Linked DNA regions of Xenopus laevis: region 1 is linked to region 2. A link is a contact called in public Hi-C data. All regions are on one chromosome and are shown on one strand. The core of a region is the stretch at or near the end of the contact, and the rest is flanking DNA. Distances in the headings are between cores, read along the strand shown. Region 1 holds the start of mia.L (melanoma-derived growth regulatory protein). Region 2 overlaps prx.L (neuroblast differentiation-associated protein AHNAK).

Region 1 (2,700 bases), core at 100-2,599, 160 kb after region 2:
GATTCACTGCACATGCTCTGTGGTGCTGTCACTTACTGAGCTTAGGGACCGACTCAATATACAGTACACATAGAATATAAATGTCACAATATAAGGCTGATTAGTAATTAATACAGATAATTACTACATGGCAGCACAGAAACCAGTGCAACTAGCATCAGATTTTAATAATCAGCCCTGTAGCATCAGCTTATATTACAGGCCAACTTAATTTTCTGCTTGATAATTTGATGACCCCTAAGCTCAGCTTCTCAACAGCTGCTCAGAGCCCACTAAGCATGTGAGTGTTGCAGACAAGATGGTGACCCCTTGTGACAAGTTTGAAATCCTGGATCATTGCTGCTATTGAGAAGCAGAATCTTTTAGCTGGTGCAATAAGTTCAGTATATAAAATATGGCATTTTTAACCATATGAATTTTTAGGGTTTAGTTCTCCTTGAGGCATAAACTAACTAAACAAGGTGCCCTTGTTGCTGGTATGGGAGTTTAATTATTATGCCTGCTATTAATGAAAAAAATCCTCAAATCTTGGATTTGGCTATGTTAATAATGGACCTGCATATGGCCTGAATACATTCAAAAGCAACAAAGCTTAAAAGAAACAAGACATGGTCATCTGTATTTGCCCTAAAGCATTGGTTCTCAAACTGTATCGCTGACACCCTAGATTGGACCTGGAGCAGTGAGTTGGGAAGCTCTTCCTGAAGGACAATATGTGTAAGATTTGAGGAGAATTCCTATTCACTCTTTTCTAGCATGAGGGTTAAATAGAGCACTTATTTTCTGTCCTGTATATTGTTCGAACTGTGGCTAAATGGCTGATATAGCAATATTTTCATATATCTGAAACCTTATTAAGAGCTAAGGGGGCCCTCCAAGGTTCAACCAAAAGAAAAAAAAAAGCAAGACCTTTTCTCTTTTCCTGTAAACCTTATCCTCTATTACCACCAAAAAGTCCAAATATTATTTAAAAAGCTGATTTCCCTTTTTTTTCATAATACATGCACCTTGGAAACTCAGTTAGAAATTAGTCTTTTCCTGTTAAAGCACATCCTGATCTGAATTCTGGTGGCACATATAAAGAACGTAGTGTTAGCCTTCATATTTACAGGACTTTTTGAACACAAGGGGGTTTGTTCAGGGTGGCTCCAATTTCCCTCCATAAGTAAAGTGTGGAGTAGAGTTTGTGTGTCTTGCTCTAGTAGGTATGTGCAAAGTTGTGCAGGAGGGAGCATAATAAAGTTTTGAAGTCATAACAAAATAAAATAATATCTTATATTGCAGAAAACAGTACGTATTATTTATTCTATCTTACTGCAGTCATTAGCACATTAAATAATACACTGTAAAGAGTGTGACTGTGCATGCCTCTGGTGGATTATAAAAAAGAAGAGCAAGAGGGAACACACAGCAGTTTACTGAGGGCTAGTTTCTTATGTAGTGCTGGCTCAGTTGAGCATTTAGAGTGGTGCCTGAGCAGGAGAACAGTCATGTTTTGGAAGGAAGTGTTGCTTGCTATTTGCCTCCTGTTGGAAATGTCCCTTGGGAGTAGAAGGATGACAAAGCTGGCAGACAAGAAACTGTGTGCAGATGAGGAATGTAGTCGTGAGTATTAAATATCTTCATGTGTTTTGGGCGTAAAGGGACATCTTTTAATGTATAAGACTATTGCTATTTAAAAAGCTGGTTAACTTTTTTGTTGTCCTTAGATCCCGTCTCAATTGCAGTAGCATTGTCTGATTACACCCCTCCAGATTGCCGTTTCATACCCATCAGACAGGGCCAAACCCTGTATATCTTCTCCAAGCTGAAAGGCAGAGGCAGGCTTTTCTGGCTCGGAAGTGTAAGTAATTTGTACCTTTCCTAAAACATGACAACTGCAAATTGTGACACTACCATCTTCTCCTGCAATACTCTGCTGTACCATGAGATATATAAATATACAACACATACTCTGTAGTACAAGTAGTTCCTCCCTCACACACACTTTGCCTATGGTAAACAGATTACACCCCTAATTGTGAAGAATACAAAAACATATATAGTCTATTTTGTTGGTGGACATCAACCTAGTAACCCCTCAGAGGTCAGTCCTTTGCAGTTGCCTTTCTTCTGACAATTATACAATGCAAAATGACATACCAAGATCAATCCTGCACCTGCATGCATAGTATTTTGACCTATTTCTGTTCTGGTATCATAATTCCGAAGGGAAAGAACTTTTCCAGTAATAATTTCACAGGTACACCATTATTATCAATTCCGGCAGACTACAATATGTATAGATAGAACATATATTACTCCAACAGCACCAGCGCCACTTCCCACTTCAGGCACAATACTGAATGTTGCCTAGTATAGCTATGGGAATCTGTTATCCAGAACACGTGGAACCTGGGGTTTTCCAGACCTTTCCGTAATTTGGATCTTCATACCTTAAGTCTAATAGAAAATAACTTGAACATTAAATAAACTCAATAGGATTGTTTTGCCTCACATAAGGATTAATTATATATTAGTTTGGGTCAAGTACAAGGTACTGTTTTAGGAAATAATTTTTAAAAATTTGGATTATTTCAATCTTTCTGGATAAAGGGTTTACAGATAATGTATCCCATACCTGTATACATAATTCAGCCAGAAATTATTTCTTTATCTATCTTCCTGCCTCTGCAGGTGCAAGGAGACTATTATGGAGAA
Region 2 (2,700 bases), core at 8-2,507:
TTTTGTTCTTTTTTTTGTAATTTACATTTTGACATAATAATCAGAAATGTAATAAAAATGTTTATTAAACTTTCAAATGAAAATACTACCAGTATGTCAGATGTCTGTCTATTTTATTAAAAAAAAAAACCCTAGAACTGTAGAAAGGATTGTATATAAAAGAATAGAATTTTGCAGTATTTTGGAGATCAGAATGCTCATATATATATAATATCTCGATGGTTTCATGTCATCTGGAGAGCTGGAGTTTACACTACAGTAAAAAAATCACATCAGTTTAAAGGGCTTTTTTATTTTATAGGAAGAAGATGAAAAGGACAGTGGAAAGTATAAATGCTGAATAACAGAAGAGATGTTTAAAGTAAAGTAAAGGGTGGCCATAACCCAATAGATTCTAGACTACTTGACTTTAAGCCTCTTTTTGTGCTCCATCTATTACAGTTTATTGAGTTAATAAGAGATCACATCACATCCCTACTGGGCTTCAGTCTGGACTACTGAGACACTACATAGCACAGCAATTCTTTGACATACAGTAACTACAGGGAAAGAAGATCTGCAGAGGAACCTAGTGAGATAGAAGGCTCCATAAGATTCTTCAATTTCCCACACCTAAACTGCACTTGAAGGTCCCAAACACCCTGTGCAGCATATGACCTCCCTGCAGGTGCAGTGGTGGGAAGGCAGGACCACTTGGTACCTAGTGAACATTCATCCACTGAGACATAATGGTAAGGCCTCCCGCCTGTAAATCAGATCCCATCTTGTAAGATCGTCCCCTTAGTTCGGGAACCGATAATTTAACAGATTAAGCATGTCAATATCTAGAGAGAGGATAAGAGTGAAGAAAGTGATGGCAGAGAGAAGGAGCATTCTTTAATAAATAAATGTCAGGTGTCAGCTTCAAGTCTATCCTGAAAATACATTTTTACTCTATCCTATTCAGTTCAGTAGAGTTAAAGTAGTGGAGTTTAACATGAGAAAATATTTTTAAGTAGCACGACTGTTTTTCTGCAGAATGTATTAATACAAGTTGTAATACCTATTTCTTATGCCTGAAAACTATCAATTCAGTGTCACTTGGCCAGTAAGAAAATATGATTGGGACCAGTGTTATTAATAGGCAAACAAATAGTTGGTACGTATGTTTGTTATTGAATAGGAAGTTTCTCATAATAATTCAAGACCATTGTGGAGGTGAGGCCTATGGATTATGCTGTAGAATGCTACTGACAATTATAATGAAGGAAGGTCTTCTAATCCCATCTAGTGAAGTAGTTCCAGTATTACAGGCTGCTCTCTTACTTGCCATAATTTCCCTTTGCATTCTATGTTTCACAGCACTTGGTGCTAAAATATATAGTATTTAATGCCATAATGTTGTGCCAGTATTCCCATTGTACTCAGGTGTAAGCTGCATCATGCAGAATGCTAAGGTACAAGTCAATCCTGTACCTAACACCAGCTACCTTTGGGGCAAATTTACTATCCTCCGAAAATTCGCCAGCGATGGCTTCGCTCACATCGCAACACTTTGCCAGGCGTAGATTCACCAGGATAATGCTAATTCCCTAAAATCCTAAGTTGTGTCCAGGGCGTTGAACGATGGCGAAGTAGCTCTAGCGTTACTGTGGCAAGCAAAGCAAGGTTGCGCTAGCGTTGCCTAATTTGCATACGGCGGGAAGTTAAAGTTCAATAGACGTATATGTTGCAGCCAATACATTACACTACACAAGCCTGGGAAACCTTAATAAAATAGAGTTGTTGTATTGCCCTACACATGATCCCAGTGTATAGTTTATGTGCCATATGTAAGGAAATGTAGGGGGGAAGCCGAGTACCCCAGAAGTAATTTACGATCTTTTGCAGCCTATCACCCTGAATAATGAAAAGTCGCCAGCGTTTTTTGGGACTTTTCAACTATTTTTTGAGGAAGTCCGATCTACTATTTTGCACTTAGCCTGGTCTAAGGTGGCGAAGGCAAGTCTGGCGCAAGAGGTAACGTTCAGTAAAATCCGCATCTTAGTGAATTTTCGTAGTTACGTCCATTCACCAGAGCTCAACTTCGCCAGGCATAAGGGAGCGAAGTACCGCTTGAGTCTCTCTTTCGATAGCAAAGTTATGCCAGCGACCGTTAGTAAATCAGCGAAGTAACGAAATGACATCATGCTGGTGAATTTTCGCTAGCGTTAGTCACTTTGCCCTTATGTGTGCTAAATTTATGCCAAAAAGTAAATTGAATTAAAGGATGTGTAAAATACATAGGCCTCAGGATTGCCCTGTACAATTATTATTATTACTTTTATAATCTGCTCAATGTTTGCTTTTGGGGGAATTTCTAGGCCACACATTTATATGTTAAAAAATGGTTTACAATAAATTGATCTACAATCCTATCAAATTATTGGACTGAATAATTGTTTATTTGACCGTGGCTAATGCAGACATCCTTCTAAAGGGCTGTAAAGAGTTAACACGTCCCTTGATGTCAGTGAAAGCATTCCTAAGCGTTAAACATATGGGTGCACACACAACCGGGTTCTATATATTTATTTGATTTATTTACCTTTTTTCACAATGTTATTATACAAATACAGGAGTTTGTTTTAAGAGATACAAAATCTGGAAAGCAAAGTACAAATTTCTTCCTCTAGACCACTTCGGAACCTAAATTTAGAGGGGACAAAATGTTGTACAAAA

What was found. A called contact is a pair of places that touch in the nucleus more often than the background predicts.
Region 1: a contact with region 2 is called in a Hi-C map of the XL177 cell line, with 3 times the contacts expected there. The contact joins the promoter of mia.L here to the enhancer-like site in region 2. A contact is called at or near these places in 3 of 4 Hi-C or Micro-C datasets (the XL177 cell line, the XTC cell line and animal cap).

What each region holds. Positions count from the first base shown.
Region 1 is chr8L:70,041,254-70,043,953 of Xenopus_laevis_v10.1, forward strand. It overlaps mia.L (melanoma-derived growth regulatory protein), which reads left to right and starts at 1,350. Exons shown (of 4, transcript XM_018230239.2): 1 at 1,350-1,605; 2 at 1,710-1,843; 3 at 2,677-2,700. The coding sequence starts at 1,365.
Region 2 is chr8L:69,882,209-69,884,908 of Xenopus_laevis_v10.1, forward strand. It overlaps prx.L (neuroblast differentiation-associated protein AHNAK), which reads left to right. Exons shown (of 7, transcript XM_018230236.2): 7 at 1-94. LOC108698619 (numb-like protein) reads right to left here. Exons shown (of 10, transcript XM_018230238.2): 10 at 2,536-2,700. Among protein-coding and RNA genes, the nearest start is that of prx.L, 24 kb to the left of the region's middle. Within about 2 kb of position 1,258, at least 1 of the 7 cell types and tissues checked has an H3K27ac peak or open chromatin away from gene starts, as enhancers often do.